Regions from separate parts of the Rattus norvegicus genome. Here region 1 is linked to region 2. The links are chromatin contacts, called in public Hi-C maps. All regions are on one chromosome and are shown on one strand. The core of a region is the stretch at or near the end of the contact, and the rest is flanking DNA. Distances in the headings are between cores, read along the strand shown. Region 1 holds the start of Iqsec2 (IQ motif and Sec7 domain ArfGEF 2). Region 2 has its middle 50 kb from the start of Smc1a.

Evidence for each region. A called contact is a pair of places that touch in the nucleus more often than the background predicts.
Region 1: a Hi-C map of frontal cortex shows a contact between it and region 2, with 4 times the contacts expected there. The contact joins the promoter of Iqsec2 here to the enhancer-like site in region 2. A contact is called at or near these places in 4 of 12 Hi-C or Micro-C datasets (the A7r5 cell line, Schwann cells, frontal cortex and 1 more).

What each region holds. Positions count from the first base shown.
Region 1 is chrX:24,731,377-24,736,153 of GRCr8, reverse strand. It overlaps Iqsec2 (IQ motif and Sec7 domain ArfGEF 2), which reads right to left and starts at 1,908. Exons shown (of 15, transcript NM_001277425.2): 1 at 987-1,908. The coding sequence starts at 1,693.
Region 2 is chrX:24,630,842-24,635,494 of GRCr8, reverse strand. No RefSeq gene overlaps it. Among named protein-coding and RNA genes, the nearest start is that of Smc1a, 50 kb to the right of the region's middle. Within about 2 kb of position 1,629, at least 1 of the 93 cell types and tissues checked has an H3K27ac peak or open chromatin away from gene starts, as enhancers often do.

The sequences.
Region 1 (4,777 bases), core at 659-3,158, 100 kb before region 2:
CCTTTAAAAGAAATATAGGGGAAATGATGGGCTGACAGAAGGGACTCAGTCAAGGTCACAAAGCCAATCTGCAACAGAGCTGGAAGGGGAACCCACTTCTCCTATCTCCCAGTTCAGTGTTCTTTTCAGTATAGCAGCAAAGCAATAGGAGGGCCTTTAGGGCATCCCTGAGAGCCTTTGTGCCCTTGACTCACAGCCTAATACATTTATCCCAAACAGCACACAATGGGATCTACATGGGAAAAGTAGACCCTGTCCATGTCCCATCAACTCAGGAAATATTCCTAACCTGTCTCAGACACATGCACAGGCCCCAGCACAGGAACTGAAGCTGATCCAACAGATGGGAGATCTATGGACTTCCCTTCCTGGTAGGGCTCTTTAAATGGGTGTTGTTTTTCTTGAAGGGTGGAGACCAGCTGGACTTTGAGAAACTAACCAAGGGCCTAGCCTCCATCTTTGCTCCCCCATCTTTGCCACCATCACCCCCCCCTCCCCACGCCAAGATGTGCTGCAGTTCCCCTCAGAGGGATGTCTAAGCAGCCAGAAGCCGTTCTGGTCCCCACCTGCCTCAAGACAAGATCACTCCCCCCCCCCCCAAAAAAAAAGGTGTGTAGGAGTGTTTCTCTCTTTGGGGGTTTTGAATTGATACCACCTCTGTCTAAAAATTACTTAATCCATCCTCTGGAGAGGATACACCTAGGGGCTGAAGAAGTGGAAGGAGGCAGTGGGGATTGTTTTAGTCTCTAACTGGCCTTGGTTCTACCGGGAAAAAAGAAGCAGCCAGCCCTCATCTGACCAAACCAACGTGTGGTGGCTAGGGAAAGCATGTCAGCTGCTTGAAGAGAACCTTCTCCCGATTGGGACAGGCGAAGCAGGAAATGGGATCAGACATGGGCTTCATATACTTTATCTGCCAGCTAAGTTGGAGAGGGATCTAGAGGGGAAGGGATGGGTGGGGTGGGGGCTGCAAACACATTCCTTACTTTCTCTGGAGGGTTGTAGCAGGGCTGGTGCTGGTACTGGTGCTGTGACCTCCGCCCGCGCCAGGGCTGGAGCTTCTGGATGCGCCACGGCTCAACTGGCCCCGCTCCCGCGGTGGCCGCTGCCCCACGCCCACCGCCGCGGAATAGCCGGCTTCCTTCTCGCGGCCCGGGTGCGCTGGCCCAGCCTCCCTCCCGCCACGCTCGCGACCCAGGGCTGGGTTCTCATGGTGCAGGTGGCACTGGGCCACGTCGCGCTCGCGGGCTGTGTAACCGGTAGTGTCCTGGAGCTGATAGGAAGCTTCTCGCTCCTTATCCCGATAGATAGCTTCCCGGTTCTGGTAAGCGCCATCCCGGTTCGGGTAGCCCACGTCCCGGGACGCCTGGTGGAACTGGCTCTCCCGCAGCTCGCGGTGGTGGAACTGGGTCTCACGCAGGTTCTGGTACTGGCTCTCGCGGCCAGGACTATCCCGCGCGCCAAGGGGGTCCCGGTGCAGTTCCCCACGGTGCAGCTGGCTCTCCTCCCGCAGGTCGCGGTTCTCCTGGGTGAGCTGGTCCAACTGGCCCTCCAGCTCTTCTATGCGCCGCCGCTGGGTCTCCAACAGCTGCTGCTGACTCTCGATGATGTTGTTCAGCTCCAGCAGGTACTCCACCGCCCGGTTGGGGCTCTCAGATCCCGGGCCACCCGGAGGACCGGACCCCGCCTCCATCCTGGCGGCCCAGGGACAGGGGAACGGGCAGGAGAGCCCAGTCCCCGCTCGCTCACGGCGCCACCCTCCCCCGGGCCCAGCCGGGGGAGGGGGCCGGCGGGACGCAAGGGCGCGCACCGGGCTCGGGGGCCCGGGGGCCCTAGGGGGCCCGGGAGACAGCGCTGGGGCCGGCGGCACGGGGCGCAGGAGCTGAGGCTACCGCCGCCGCCGCCGCCACCACCGCCACCGCCACCGCCAGGGCTCGGAAGGACGCGGCCCACGGCGCTCCGCCCGCTGCGGAGTCACTGCGCAGCGCGGCCGCGCGGGACCGCCCCGGCCGCCGGCCCGCCCCCCGCCCCTGCCCCCACCCAGCTCTCCCGACCCGCCCCCGCGCGCCCCACCTGCAGTCGCCACCAGCACCCTAGCTGGACCAGCCCCAAGGCACTGGCACCTCAGCTGGATGGCAGCCTTAGCTCAGCCTGCAGGAGGTATCTCCATTCCAGCCCTCCTGGGGTCTTCACCTAACAGCCTAATGAAGTCCTCCAACCTCTTCTAACATGCACTGGTCCAAAAGGCCCAAGACCCAAGCCGTCACAACACCCAGCCCAGGCAGTCTCCAGACTCAGTCAACTTAAACTTCCAACCCCAGTCTGCCAAACCCATTCAATATCCCAATTCCTATCCCAGCTGGCTTCTTGTTTCATATTATCTCTTTCCAGCTCCATGACAATCTCTTGATTTTTCATTACAACTAGTCAGTCAGTCTATAGACCATTACTCCATCTCTGTACTTCTGTGTTTCTCTAGCCTTGTGAGCCTCCAGCCCACCCAGTCTGTAGTTCTCTATCCAAGGCAGTCCCTGGAATTCAACTCTCTCACATACACCCCACCACTGTCCCCCACACAGGTAACTCTACAGGCATTTACCTTCGGCCAGCCTCTAAATTCTCCATCCAAATAAGTGCTCAGATTCCCAATCCTATCCGACTCCAGCATTCCCTATATTAGCCACTTACTGGGTTTTTTGACCAAGGCCTTTTTGACAAGGGTCTTTTGATCATTGATAATCAACTCCAACAAGCTCCAGGACTCCCCATTAGAGTCAGACTTGATGTCAAAACATCTTTCTTCAATTGTCATTTTCTAATCCCCATGGAAATAGTGTCTTCATTCATTCCACCATTGCCAATCAGTGAAGCTTTATCTTTCCATCAAGACTTGAATGAAAATTTCAGCATGGGTTTACAATAGCTGTGCTTGTAAAGTTGAAGGGGGGGGGGGGTTAGGATTTAGAGGCCAACCTGAACTAAGTAATGAGTTCAAACAAAACAAAGCAAAATGACAATAGAATGTTAAGAGCACTGACTACTCTTCCAGAGGACCTGAGTTCAATTCCTAGCACCTACATGACAACTCAAAACTATAACTCCAATTTGAGAAGGATTTTACTCTTCTGGCCTCCAAGGGCGCCAGGCACTCATATGGTACACAGACATAAATACAGGCAACCCCCACCCCCTTTTCCATGAGGGAGAAGGAGTAAGAGGAGAAGGTAGGAGAAAGGAGGAGGAAGAGAAACAGGAGGAGGAGAAAGAGAAAGAGGAGGAGGAGGAAGCCTTAAGTCAAATGCCTCTTTTTAAGTCCATCCCTGATTTTCCCAGTGATAAATGTTCTGTGCTTCTGCAAAGATCCTGAAGAGATTGGACAGAAACAGCAGAGTGAGAGGTGCTGAGAAAGCTGTGACTAACCAAGGAGAATGCTCAAGAACAATGGAATAGCCAGCTTTCTGGCATGGGGTTGAGTCCAGAATGATTAGACGGTATGGACAATGCCTTCTGAGCCCATGCAGAAGTTCTCTAGTGTGCTTAGCTAGCCACTGAGTACTGGCCTTCATTTAGCTGTCACTGCTTAGGGTTGGCTTGGTAGAAACAGCTACAGAGTGATGTTCTTAAGCTATCCTTCTATGAGCAGAAAATAAAGGTTAATGGAAAAGAATCACTTGCTTTGTAAAGATTTATTTTATTATTATTACTATTATTATTGTGTGTGTGTGTGTGTGTGTGTGTGTGTGTGTGTGTGTAAGTGTATGCTACATATGAACATTGGATCCCCGGAGCTGTAGTTACAGGTGGCTGTGAGCCTCCTGATGTGGGTGCTGGGAACTGAACTTGGGTCCTCTGGAAGAGCAGCAAGTGCTCTTAACCGCTGAGCCCCTAAACACCAGTTTCTTAAATATACACAATAAGATACCACATCTTCTGTAACGGCAAACATCAAAGGGATTTACGATTTAAAAAATGTTAGCACAAATATGAAGATATTGGAACTCTCATTCATTGCCAACAGGAATATAAAATGGAGCTGTTTCTTTGTAAAGTAGTCTGCCTATTCCTTGAAAGGTTAAAAAAACTGAGCCAACAATTCTACTTCTGGGTGTCTGTCTAAAAGGAATGAAAGTGTACAACTATACAAAATTCCATAGAGTATTCACTGTTGCCTTATAAATAATAACAACTAAATACTAGTAACAACCAAATAATCAATTGCTGGATAGATAAACAAAATTCGATGTTTTCATCGAAAAGTTGGAATATTGGGTAGAGAGATGGCTTAGTGGTTAAGAGCACTTGTTGCTGCAGAGGGCCTGGGTTTAATTCCAGGCAGCCACACGGCATTTCACAATCATCCATAATTCTAGTTCCAGGGGATTCAACACCTTCTGTGGGCACCAGGCACATACATGGTACACATTACATACATGTAGGCAAAACACTGATACACATAAAATAAATAAAGGCAAAATTTTAAGAAAAATATTATTTGATGAGTGTAGTGTGTGGTATGTGCTTATCATCCTATGAAGTTGAGTCAGAATTGTGACTTCCAAGCCAGTCTAGGCTACATAGTGAAATTCTGTATAAAAACAACAACAGAAAGAATGAAGTATTAATACATAAAAAAGAGTGGGTGAGAAGGGGGAAGAAGGGGGCTGGGAGGAGTTGGGAAGGAACTGAGAGGAGTGGAGAGAGGAAAAACTGTGGTCAAGATGTATTGAGAACAAAAATAAATTAAAATATATGTATAAAAGAATGGGGATCCAGGGAC
Region 2 (4,653 bases), core at 380-2,879:
AGAAGAAACAAGAAGAAATTGGATTCAGGAGTCTCTATCTCTCTCCCCTCTATCCTTCTTTCTCTCCTATACAGTGATAGGGGATGAAACTGGAGGAAATAAAGGATGGGGGAAAGAACCCATAAAGTAGAAAGCTCAGCTACACCCTTTCCCCCTGATTCCCTTGTCCCTCCAGGCTTTTTCATGTAATAGTTTGGAAAACAGTGCAGTCTTTCTCTTGTCTTAAAAACAGACTCTGCTTGAGTGAAATTTGTTTTTTTACAACTTGTTATCTCAAAAGTGCCGTTTTTACTGCTATCTTCTTACTTTACTCTTGAGCTCACAAAGCCCTTTCTCATCGTCAACAGTTAGAATCCTCTCTATTCTTAAACTCAACTGAATTCTACCTTCTGGGGAAAAACAAGAATCTTGGCCTCTAAGCCAAACAACTTTGTCACATGAGTCTTCATTCATGAGTGTAATGGCATTCAAGTACACTTACTTACATAACATTATATGCCCCAGTCTTCTTTAACACTAGGTGCGGTAGTGAGATTCCTAATGTCTCAGTCATTTTTCTGCTTCAGACCCTTGTACAGCAGCTTCCCATTGTTGACAAGATCAAAGCTAGGCTTGACTGCATGGCTTCCATCAGTTTTACCACCTCATGGACCAATGCTCACTACTCTACTCTGAAACTCATATACTTTCACATTCTTTGCTTATGCAACTCCTCATAACGTTCTTGTGTCCCTTCCCCGATAGCAAACAGCAACTCCTCTTTCAAGACTCAGTTGAAGTACACCCTCTTCTGTAAAGATGTTACTGAGCAATGCCTTCATCCCACCAAACTCCAGGGAGAACCGCCCAGTGCTTTCTATATGCTCATTTTGCCCCATCTAGACTTCTGTTATATCATCTGCTACATTTAGTGCACTTCTCTGAGTCACTACTTAAAATGTGCATTTCTGGAGGGTGGAGAACTCAGTCTAGTTGAGGGCCTGATATGCAGAAAGGAATTCAATACATGTTTGTAGAGCAGATGAATGGAAAACCAGTGTGAGTGGATGCAAGGAAGAACAAACAATTAAACGTTCGTCTAGACGCATAGACTATTAAGTTAAAAATGGATCAGGCAATTGAGAGAAAGAAATCAACAAGTAAATGACTGAAAAGTACATGAGAGAATGAAGGCACGAGGGAAAGAAGGAATTCTCACCTCTGTGTCTTCCATCAAATTCACCAGGAAGAATCCCCCATTCTTCACACGTCTGAATTGTGCATGTGTTAACCTCTTTTAAACAAAACCCAGACTTATTCAGATCAGTGATGGGCATTTAAAACCCCCACAGGGAAATGAGACAGGAAGGACTTCACAAGCAAACTTGAAAATGGCTTATGATCCGAAGCAGCTCTAGAGCCTGTCTTATCTTGTCACCCCCTCAGCTGCAGGCATCTGTTGCTCCTTTCTCTAGTGCCTCCCAAAATGGTGACTCAACTACTTTCTGGCTGTATTTATACTCCTCCTACTGTTCCTGACTAACTTCTTTCATTTCCCTCGTCTCTAGCCCATGACTTTCGCTGCCTCCTGCTTCTAGGACTTTCAGCTTCTGCTGCTTTGTGGCTCTGGTGGCTTTGGCTTCTATTAATCCGTGGGTTCTCTTATAGCTTCCATTGGTTAGGTGATCCCTGCCGCCCCTCCTAGTCCCATTGCTTTGTGCTTCATGGTTCAAGCTATCTGGTAGCTCCTCTTGCCGGCTCATCGCTTCTGCAGTCTCGTGGAGCTTGCATATGTATTCAAGCCTTCTGCTGCTTCATGGATTTTACATAATCAGTTTGTCTTGTGGCTCCTGCTACATTATGGCTACTATCGCTTTATGGCTTCAGCATGCGTTTGACTCTCAGTGCCTTGCTGCTTGATGGCTTCAGCTATCTTGTGGCCAGCCCTATGAACTCATGATACAAATATCTCAGAACTTATGATTTTTTTATGTTACATATATATGTAAGTGTCTGCATATAAATCTGTGCACCACATGTGTTCCTGGTGCCCACAGAGGCCAGAAGAGGGCATCATATCTTCTGGAACTGAAGTTACAGGCTGGTACATGGATACCGAGAACCAAATCTGGGTCCTTGAAAGAGCAGCAAGTGCTCTTAAGTGTTGAGGCATCTCTCTAGACCTATGATTTATGATTTCTACAGTTTTGCTGTTGCCAGGTAATATCTGACCTCACAGAATTCTTATCGTTCCCTTATTTCGAATACCATAGGTTCAACTTCTCTGAAATACCTAGTTTATATATTTTCCTTTAGAAATGCCACCTGCAAAAAACAAAAACAAAAACAAAGAGAAAAAGAAAAAAAATGCCACCTGCATCAGATGGAATTTCTACTCCAGTCCACCTAAGAGGATGTTAACCAGCCTAGAAATCTGCTACCTTGGTCTAGATGCTATGCCAATCAAGCTATCTGTAGTCAGGCCTGTGAAAGCATGTGGTAGAATGTAGCAGCTTACATTAGAGAAAGTCCTTGGAAGGGGCAGGCAAGGGTTTTGATAATTTTCAAAAGGGGGTAGTATAACTGGCAAGCATTGTGTTTTCCCCGTTTATCCATCAACTGTGAAAGCTCGACCTCCCTGGCCATTTCTACCTGTCTTCATTAGAACCCGAGTTCCATTTATGGATCCAATACTTCCTAGCAGTAGCACCATTGGGAAGTTAATTTCACTCTAAGGACCTTAGGAAATGAACAGTCTCTGAGTTCCTTTATAGGTTTGACCTAGTGGGCATCTCTTTATATGTTATTGAATAGAGGATACATTTCATCTGGGGGAAAAAAACCCTCAAAAATATCTTTAGGGAGGAAAGAGGGAGTCAGAGCCCTGGCTTAGAAGAGTTTCAATGCACACAGGAAGTGCTCAGTCAAAATTTATTGAACTGGATGGATGAATCAGTGACTGGGGGGTGCAGGGGAACTATAGAGTACACAGAGTGCTTAACTTGAGGGGTGAGTTCCAGGTGCTGAGGAGGTTATAAAAGAGGATTCTGATTCAGAGATAGATGAAGAAAAGGACAACTGGGGTAGAGTAGGAATATGACAATTCATGGCTAGCCTCAGTCACCAACCACATCTAATACTTAAGTCATCAAAGTACATCTTTTTTCAAACTTCGTCTGATGTATATGGGTGTTTTGCCTGCATGTATGTCTATGCACCACATGCATGCATGGTGCTTACAGAGGCCAGAAAAGGGCATTGGATCCCATGAAATCAGAATTGCAGACGGTTTTAGAGCCTATGTGGGTACTGGAATGCAGCCCTTATCCCCTGGAAGGGCAGCTAATGCTCTTAGCTGCAGAGCCTCTGGGTTCATCACCTTAGCAGTTCATCCCATTATATTCAATCCATTTTGACTGTCCTCGTGTATAGACAGTCTGGTCTTTTCACAGTTCCTAGCCTCCATCTCCATCCTCTTCACAAATGCGCTTCATCCATACATTTTTCCGCTTGAAATCTTACCAGGCGGCTTTTATACCAGGTGCTGTGCTTTCCGCAGGGACCACAACAGTAAACAAGCTGTCTCTAGCTGACCCGCCCTTGTAGTTCGGTGTATCTGCTTGAGACAGAGTAAGAAGCCTTAATGGCTGGCTGAACAGGAAACTGCAGCTACGGGTGTATAGAACATAAACAACCCAATTCATTCCCATCCAGGCTGACTTGACTCTTTGACTTTGGAGTTAAAACTGGTTTCATAGTCCTCCACCTGCCCCCCCCCCCGCCAGTCTTCAAGCTGTGATCCCCAAGTCTGCAGGACACTGGTCATTTGGCAAGTAAGCACCTGAGGCTGAGGCCTTAGCTCACATGAGGAAGTGGAAGCTTTGGAAGCTGGAACCCATATATGGCCTGTTTCTTGGGTACAGCAAGTATGGGAATTACAGTGTCCCCTAAGCCCAAATTCTAGCCAGACATTTAAGTATTTGATGGGCTGGAGAGATGACAAAGCAGTTAAGAGCACCGTCTGCTATTCTAGAGGACCTAGGTTTGATCTCCAGCACCTACACAGTGGCTTATAATTCCAGTCCTAGGGGATCCAATGCCCTCTTCTGAGTTCTGTGGGCACCAGGCACGTACATAGGCATAGGCAGGTAAAATACTCAAGCACATAAGACAAAAATATCCTTTTATAAAAAATCCTTTGGTCGCTGATTTCTTCTAGCATTTCTTGTCGCTTTCCCCCTGCAGTCCTTTTGCTTCAGTTGTTAATTCCTGTTTCTGGCCTTCAGATCTTCATACACACTATTGCCACCAGCTGGAGTCTCCTACTGGAACAAGTGAATGCCTATCAAGTCTCAGTTCAGCTCTCACCCCCTGCTTCCCCCAGGATGAGAAAGTGTCTTCCTTCTGTTAGCATCCTTCCCATGCTTCTGACAAAGCTGATTACCGGGGATGCTTCTGAATTGGCTTCCAACTAGACAGTGACTTAACTACTCAAAGGCAGGATAAATATTTGACTCATCTCTCTAGGTGTGCACAACTAAGCTTTCCAGAATGAAGGGTCCAATTAAAGGGAAAGACTAGTGTGTCATGTACTCACTTTAAGCTAATCGAGCCAACCTAGCTCCTCCTAAGAAATGGGGATTCTCCTTGGGCTCAGCTTGCTTAGAAACACAC